Linked DNA regions of Danio rerio: region 1 is linked to region 2. Evidence: chromatin contacts called from public HiChIP or PLAC-seq data. All regions are on one chromosome and are shown on one strand. The core of a region is the stretch at or near the end of the contact, and the rest is flanking DNA. Distances in the headings are between cores, read along the strand shown. Region 1 holds the start of foxa3 (forkhead box A3). Region 2 holds the start of si:ch211-14c7.2.

What was found. HiChIP or PLAC-seq counts read pairs in DNA pulled down with a chosen protein or histone mark.
Region 1: a contact with region 2 is called in an H3K4me3 HiChIP or PLAC-seq map of gastrula embryo, with 2.8 times the contacts expected there. The contact joins the promoter of foxa3 here to the promoter of si:ch211-14c7.2 in region 2. A contact is called at or near these places in 1 of 18 Hi-C or Micro-C datasets (an unstated tissue) and 1 of 4 datasets of contacts at active chromatin or transcription factors (gastrula embryo).

The regions. Positions count from the first base shown.
Region 1 is chr18:49,354,052-49,357,663 of GRCz12tu, reverse strand. foxa3 (forkhead box A3) reads left to right here and starts at 1,542. Exons shown (of 2, transcript NM_131299.1): 1 at 1,542-1,680; 2 at 2,614-3,612. The coding sequence starts at 1,609. LOC137488230 (a long non-coding RNA gene) reads left to right here. Exons shown (of 7, transcript XR_012393863.1): 2 at 1,104-1,253.
Region 2 is chr18:49,207,589-49,211,632 of GRCz12tu, reverse strand. si:ch211-14c7.2 reads left to right here and starts at 1,858. Exons shown (of 6, transcript XM_001920354.7): 1 at 1,858-2,151.

The sequences.
Region 1 (3,612 bases), core at 293-2,792, 150 kb before region 2:
ATCAGAACGACTGTAATGTAGAAGTAAAATAAGGAAAACATTTGTAGGCAAATAGAAAAACTTAAATAAACCGTTTCAAATGCGCGCCCAATATTACCGCCAATTTGTATAATTTTCACTTGCATAGTGGATTTTGATTTGTATACTTAGTTATTTAAGAAACCGATGTTCTTACAATTTAAAACAATCTCTTGAGTATTAATCACCATCCTTCACTTACTGTGACCGTCGTGAAAGTGATAGCCGAGGGGATTTAACAACTTTTTAAACTGGCACCTCGGATTACTGATGTAGACCCCCACCGTGATGAGTTTAAGCCCTGATGAGCTTATACCACCCTGGCCTGAACACATCACTGATGACAGAAGAAGCCATTAAATGATTGACTGATGGTGGTTTACGACCATCAAAAGCAGGACTGTCCGCGTGCCTTAGGCTACCAGAAAAAAAAAATAACTAAAATGTAAACTATCTATCTATCTATCTATCTATCTATCTATCTATCTATCTATCTATCTATCTATCTATCTATCTGTCTATCTGTCTGTCTGTCTGTCTGTCTGTCTGTCTGTCTGTCTGTCTGTCTGTCTGTCTGTCTAATGATTTCACTCGCTGCGAAAACAGCAAGCTTTTTTGTTATTTAAAAAAGAATTCTAATAGACGTCTAATGGACGTCTAAACATAGACGGCATGGTTAATGCTAAACTTGGGCTATCAGTTAAAATCTAATCGACATCTAAGAATAGCCCAAATGTAGTCGTCAAATACAAAAGAATGAATGACTACAAGTGTAAAGTCTGTTTAAAATGTATTTGATGACGAATCTAGTTTTATTGTTAGATTGTTTTAGCCAAGCCAAATGCTTATGTCTATTAGACGTCTATTTAACATAAAATTGCCTGGTGAGGTTGTTGGAACCCCTGTTTGGGTCAACTATGGACAACTGTTGAGTTAAAAAGTTTAATTTATATTTAATTAACAACATTAACCAAGTCCACATCAGACTCAACATTGGGTTAAACAACCCAGCATTTTTGCCTAGTCTGAGTTGCAATAGATGTCCCAATATCTTCTCCTTTTTACTCCGTTCATTTTCATTGTAGGCCTGGAGTTGTCTGGGATGACAATTGGCATGAACGTGTCGGCCGGCCAATATACAGAACAGCAGGGGGCAAGAGAGACCTTTAGGGACGCCTTCCTGAGTCCCGGGGCCCGTAGGGCGGTCCCTTACCTGCGCGTGTTTAAAGCCTGAGGTGAGGCTTTCCTACATTACTCACCGCACAGAGCTGACACGGGCTCCACAGCTTCACTTTGGACTTCTCAGGATTATACTTGAAAATGTTTACGGGTCACCAAAGTGAACTATAAGTTAACTAATCATGAAAAAACAACTGATTGATCTACGGGACAGAAGATAACAGAAGAGCCTGACTTCCAAAACTTTATAGTTCATATTACGTGGAATTACAAAAGTTTCTCTTCTTGTGGGACGTTTTGTTTGTTTATTTATTTTAAAAGCGAAATCCTTATAACAGCTCGAGGGCATTTTAGTACACGTTAGTCGTCAGTCACTATCCCGTTTCTTACGAGTTACAACTTTATTTGGGGATGTTGAGCTCCGTGAAGATGGAATCTCATGAAATTCCGGAGTGGAATCCTTTCTACAGTGAGGCAAATGAGGTAAGCTGTGAAAACTCTTCAAAATTGTTTTAAATAACTAATAAAATATATGTTTTTATTCAAAAATATTATGATAGATAGATAGATAGATAGATAGATAGATAGATAGATAGATAGATAGATAGATAGATAGATAGATAGATAGATAGATAGATAGAAAATAAAATGCGACATAACGTTTAGGCGTTTATAATTACAATTTAAATATTAATTATTCATTGATATAATATGTACATGATGTTGCAATTTAATAATGAAATATATTGTTTTTAAAAGTCGACATTTGGCTTTTGATTATAGCTAATTTCGTTTTGATTTCACGTTAGAGTTCTGTGCATTTGTTTTACACGTCACCAGATCCAACACAAACTGTTCTTTGCGAATGTACAAAATAGACACCGTTGGCCTAATAGTTAATTGATAAATTTTCTTTTCGAGTTTACGCAATAGATAATAGCTACTTTTTTGATTAAGCCGCATTAATTATTTTACAACACTTTATTTTATTTTCTCAACTTAACGTCTACTTTATTTATTCTACTCCACTTTATTTTCTCAACTTTACGTATGCGCATTTACATTTAAATTGTTTTTGCTGCGCAAAGCTATTTGGTCCCCCGCTTACACAACACCAAATGTATATTATTGTTAGCCTTTTTTGTATTTGATTATTAGTTTTTGTTTGCGTTTCAATTTATTTCGAGACTCATTCGAAGATTGCAAAGGAGTTTTAATAGATCGACCTTTAGATCTTTTAAACTAATCATTCATTTTATGTGTAAAACGAAATAAAAAGAAATACTCTTATAGACAATGTAGAATATAACAAAGTTAGACTTTTTATTTAAAAATATTCTTTATTACAAAATTGTTTATGAGTTGTTGACAAACTAAATGCACAACATTAATCTCTTGTGTGTTATTTTCGTTCAGATGTATTCCTCTCCGAGCGCCATGAACTCAGTGAGCAGCTTGAACAGCTACATAAATCTCAACTCGGCCTGCTCCACATCCAGCATGAATATGGGCTATCCCAGCGCAGGTCTCAACAGCAGCCCATTATCCAGCATGGGTGGAGGCCCCAACCACATGAGCCTGTCCCCCGTAGGCTCCTCTCTGAACCCCAGCTCTCTGACTCAGCTAGGCTCATCTGCCTCCACACTGGGTCCCCTCTCTCATTACCAAAGCATGGGTCAGCCAATGTCCCAGATCAGCTACCCCTCTCCTACCTCACTTAACCGGACTAAGGAGATGCCAAAGCCCTACCGTCGCTCGCTGACCCACGCCAAGCCACCATACTCCTACATCTCCCTCATCACCATGGCCATCCAGCAGTCACAAAGCAAGATGCTCACCCTCAACGAAATCTACCAGTGGATCATGGATCTGTTTCCGTATTACCGTGAAAACCAGCAGCGCTGGCAGAACTCCATCCGCCACTCTCTATCCTTCAACGATTGCTTCGTCAAAGTGGCACGTTCGCCCGACAAGCCTGGGAAAGGCTCCTACTGGGCGCTGCATCCCAATTCTGGCAACATGTTTGAGAACGGCTGCTACCTCCGGCGCCAGAAGCGCTTTAAAATTGAGGAAAAAGCTGGGAAAAAGAGCTCATCAAAGTCTCAGGATGGCAGCAGCACCAAGGGCACCCACAGCAGCGAGGGGATGCAGGAGGAGCACAGTCCCACCACCGGCTCTGATGGGGCTGAATCTGCCCATTCCGACAGCTCCCATGCTGGATCCACCTCAGAGGAGCAGCAGAGGAGCCTAGTGCAGCTGGATTGCCCATCGCAAGCTCCAAATCTTTCACACAGCTCTCCAGTGCCGATCCCATCATCAGTGCCCTCCTCAATGCCTCCATCCAGCTCACACCTGCACTCTCAGGGAATGGGCAACAGCCCTCACCTGCTAGGCAGCCCCATGCACCATCTGGAT
Region 2 (4,044 bases), core at 609-3,108:
ACTCAACATTGCAACATACAGTAATACTGAACACACACAAAATGTTTTGTGACTAATAAAAATAACATCCAGATGAAAAAACAGTGGAAATTCTGACTTCAAAAATAGTGCAGCTTAGTGCGGCTTAGTCCCTTTACTCATCAGGGGTCGCCATAGCGGGATGAACCACCAACTTATCCAGCATTTGTTTTACACAGCGGACGCCCTTCCAGTTGCCCTGTCCACTCATTGACACCCATACACCACTGCCAGTTTGGTACATTTAATTCATCTATAGCACATCTCTTTGGATTGTGGGGGAAACGAGAGCACCTGTTTTCATTATTATACCTTTAAAAATAAAACTCTTGTTGTAGCAACACAATGTACTGTGATATAGGTGACATATCAAAGATTATCATTTGTAGTGATAATTTGGGTGACACAGTGGTTAACACTGTCGCCTCACAGCAACAACATCACTGGTTCAAGCCCCGGCTTGGCCATGTGGTGTTTCTGTGTGGAGTTTGCATGTTCTCACGTTTTGACGTGGGTTTTCTTCGGGTGCTCCAGTTTCCCCCACAAATCCAAAGTTATAACTGACACATGAACAAATAGTCATAATATTTAGACTTTTTTGGAACTGAAATGTTTATTATCCTTCTATCAAGATCCATTTTCATGCCATATAGATGTTTTTATGAATGTATTATGTGTTATATTGATATATCAGGCCTTTTGGTAACTTTTATTTGCTCAAATTAGTTTTAGTTACAAAAAAAAATGTTTTACCCATAACGTTTTGATAAAATAGAACATTTTAGGATGATTGTCTTGGTTTATTTTTTACCCTAAAGATTTTAAAATCTTTTTTATTTCAGATTGAGAGGTGTAATAGCAGTTTCAGACAATTGTTAATGCAAAGACAGACCTTACACCTCGCATATGAGAAGTGATTGCATTTTTATTTTCTTTTGCGCTTTAGGACTTCCATATCTATCTATCAAATGTACAAAAAATACAAAAGCAAGGGACGTCAAGGTGCTATAATCATTTAGTGAGGAAATTAAAATTGAGAAGAAATTTGGGTTGGGATGAGATGTAATTCTTTGTGATTTAACAGGCTTAGTGTAATTATACTTTTACTACTTCATATTATTTCAGTTGTGTTCAGAATTGTGAATGTATTTGTCTGAATCATGTTGACGAGGAAAAAATATCTTTAATATATTGATGCAAAATTTTAGCACTATCACTTTGTTGTTATAACATAGCCTAGTTGGATTGGCGGTGGTGGTGGTGGTGGAACCTGCATACCCCTCAGTAAATGTGTAGTTGTGCTCCTGGGTGTTTCCCAATGTTGAGTTGCGGCTGGAAGGGCATCCACTGCGTAAAACATATGCTGGATTAGTTGGCAGTTCATTCCGCTGTGGTGACCCCTGATTAATAAAGGGACTGAGCTGAAATGAAAATGAATGAATGGATAAATGAATGAAAATAAACATGTTCACCTAAATTTTGACATTTTCCTCTCAAAAAGTGACTTAAAACCTCACCACAAAGTCTGTCAATTGGAAGCAGACAACAAAACGGGACGTCTCGTTTCAAAACTTTCATTTTAAGTTGCCATTACGCGCGTAAAAGAAAGAAGTCTACCAAAAGAGACGGTGCACAAGGGATTCAAAAGGGTGAAGACACAAGGTGACCTACTGTACCCACCAGAACTGACTGAAGATGTAAATGAAGATGCTATAATGAGGTAATGTTGGCGCGTGTGCGTGTCGTGCTCGTGCGTAAACGTGGACGCACCGGCAGCGTGCGCGCTATTGGTCAGCTGAGCGCACGCGCGGGATTGCGGAGGATCTGCGTTGCATCGCCAGTAAAAGCAGCCTGCGCTATGGGGAGACACGGAGGTGTAGCGTGACGTTCAGCACACAGGATGAACATGGGATTTAATAGGCTTCACTAAAATTCGTAGGTCTGTATTCGGATATGCTGCCTTAAACGTAGCGGTGTAATGGATATCTTAATTTCCGCGCAGTCTAAAATCCTCATGAAGGTTAAAGGCAAAATCCTTCAGCCCAGAAGCATCTTCACAACGTACGACAGCTGGAATTGTGTGATTCGTGACATCGCTTTCGGCACGAGGAAAATGACTGGCACACTGTAAAGGTAAGCGGGCACAAAGAAAGACAGACCCCGGGTATTTGTTATTTAAAATGTAGGGGTATAATCTGGTATTAAAACGCGAAAAGGAGCGATGCGGATAATTCCCCCTCCTCGAGGATGCTTCATGTAAGGATTCATCTGTGTGGGCAAGTGTTAGTTAATGATAGACTCCCCCGATTTGGTGCAAGTGATGCGATCACGTATTGTGTGTGTGTAGACTACGTAATACAGCATCCTCTGTATGATCATCATGACATAGTTTGTGACAGGCGAACAAAATCTGAGGGAAATATAGATTATATCGTATACAATGTATGATTGCTTAAAGTAATAATTGTTCTAATATTGAATATAATCCATTTTAAACAAAGAATTTGTGTAGATGTGTACTAAACATTTTAAATTAAACTGTTACAAAATAAAATATAAAAATTATTTTATTAAATTAAATGGATATTTTATGACATGACAATATCATTTAATTATAGCTGCAATAACTAAAAATAAAATATACTATATATATATATATATATATATATATATATACACACACACACACAGAGTTGAAGTTAGGATTATTAGCCCCCCTGAAAAAATATTATCAGACATACTGTGAAAATGTCCTTGCTCTGTTAAACATCATTTGGGAAATATTAGAAAGACAAAAAAATCAAAGGGGCTAATAATTCTGACTTCAACTGTATATACAGTTGAATTATAGCCCTCCTTTATTTTTATTTAAATTATTTCAAGTATTTCCTAAATGATGTTTAACAAAGCTAGGACATTTTCAAAGTATGTCTAATAAGATTTTTTCTTCTGGAGAAAGTCTAATTTGTTTTTTTTCGGCTTGAATAAAATCAGTTTTTGATTTTTTTTTGATCTATTTTAGGGACAAAATTATTAGCCCCTTTAAGCTTTTTTTTTTTTTTTTTGACCATCATTATACAATAACTTGCCTAATTACCCTATCCTGCCTAGTTAACCTAATTAACCGAGTTGAGCCTTTAAATGTCACTTTAAGCTGTATAGAAGTGTCTTGAAAAATATCTAGTAGTCATTAGAGATGAGTTATTAAAACTATTATTTTTAGAAATGTGCTGAAAAAATCTCTCCGTTAAACAGAAATTGGGGAAAAAATAAACGTGTGTGTGTGTGTGTGTGTGTGTGTGTGTGTGTGTGTAATAAAAAAAAATATACATCAATAGTTTAGGATCAGTTTTTCTTTCTTCATGGTTTTTATTTTAAGAAAACTTATCTGTTCATCAAGGCGGCATTTATTAAATGTAAAAAAAATGTAACTGTTAAATATTTAATAAAATTTTAAATAACTGCTTTCTTATTGTTTGTAGTTTTAAATGAAATTAGTACTCCATTATTTTCTTATTACTATCATTAATAATAATAATAATAATAATTAATATTAGAGTGATTTCTGAAGGATCATGTGACTGACAGTACCTGGTAGTGTATGTGTACATACCATACCATTAGTTAATTTATTAATCCACTATTTACCATAGATGCATAATGAGCTATATATTTTACAGCATTAATTATTAACTAATTAATTAATTAATTAATCATTACAAGTTAATAAAAAATCATTTTAGTAAAAGCAACTTTTGCTCTTTAATAATGCATTAATAGCAATTGATATTAAGTAAGATTGATGCATCTAGTCGAAATTATTTGCTATAACCATAACCAATACTGTCAAATTGAAGCAATACAGAAACAGTTTGTTACATATTTCATATATATATATATATATATATATATATATAATATATACAGTTGAAGTCAGAATTATTAGCCCCCTTTAGATTTTTATTTTCTTTTTTAAATATTTCCCAAACAATTTTTTAACAGAGCAATGAAATTTTCACAGTATGT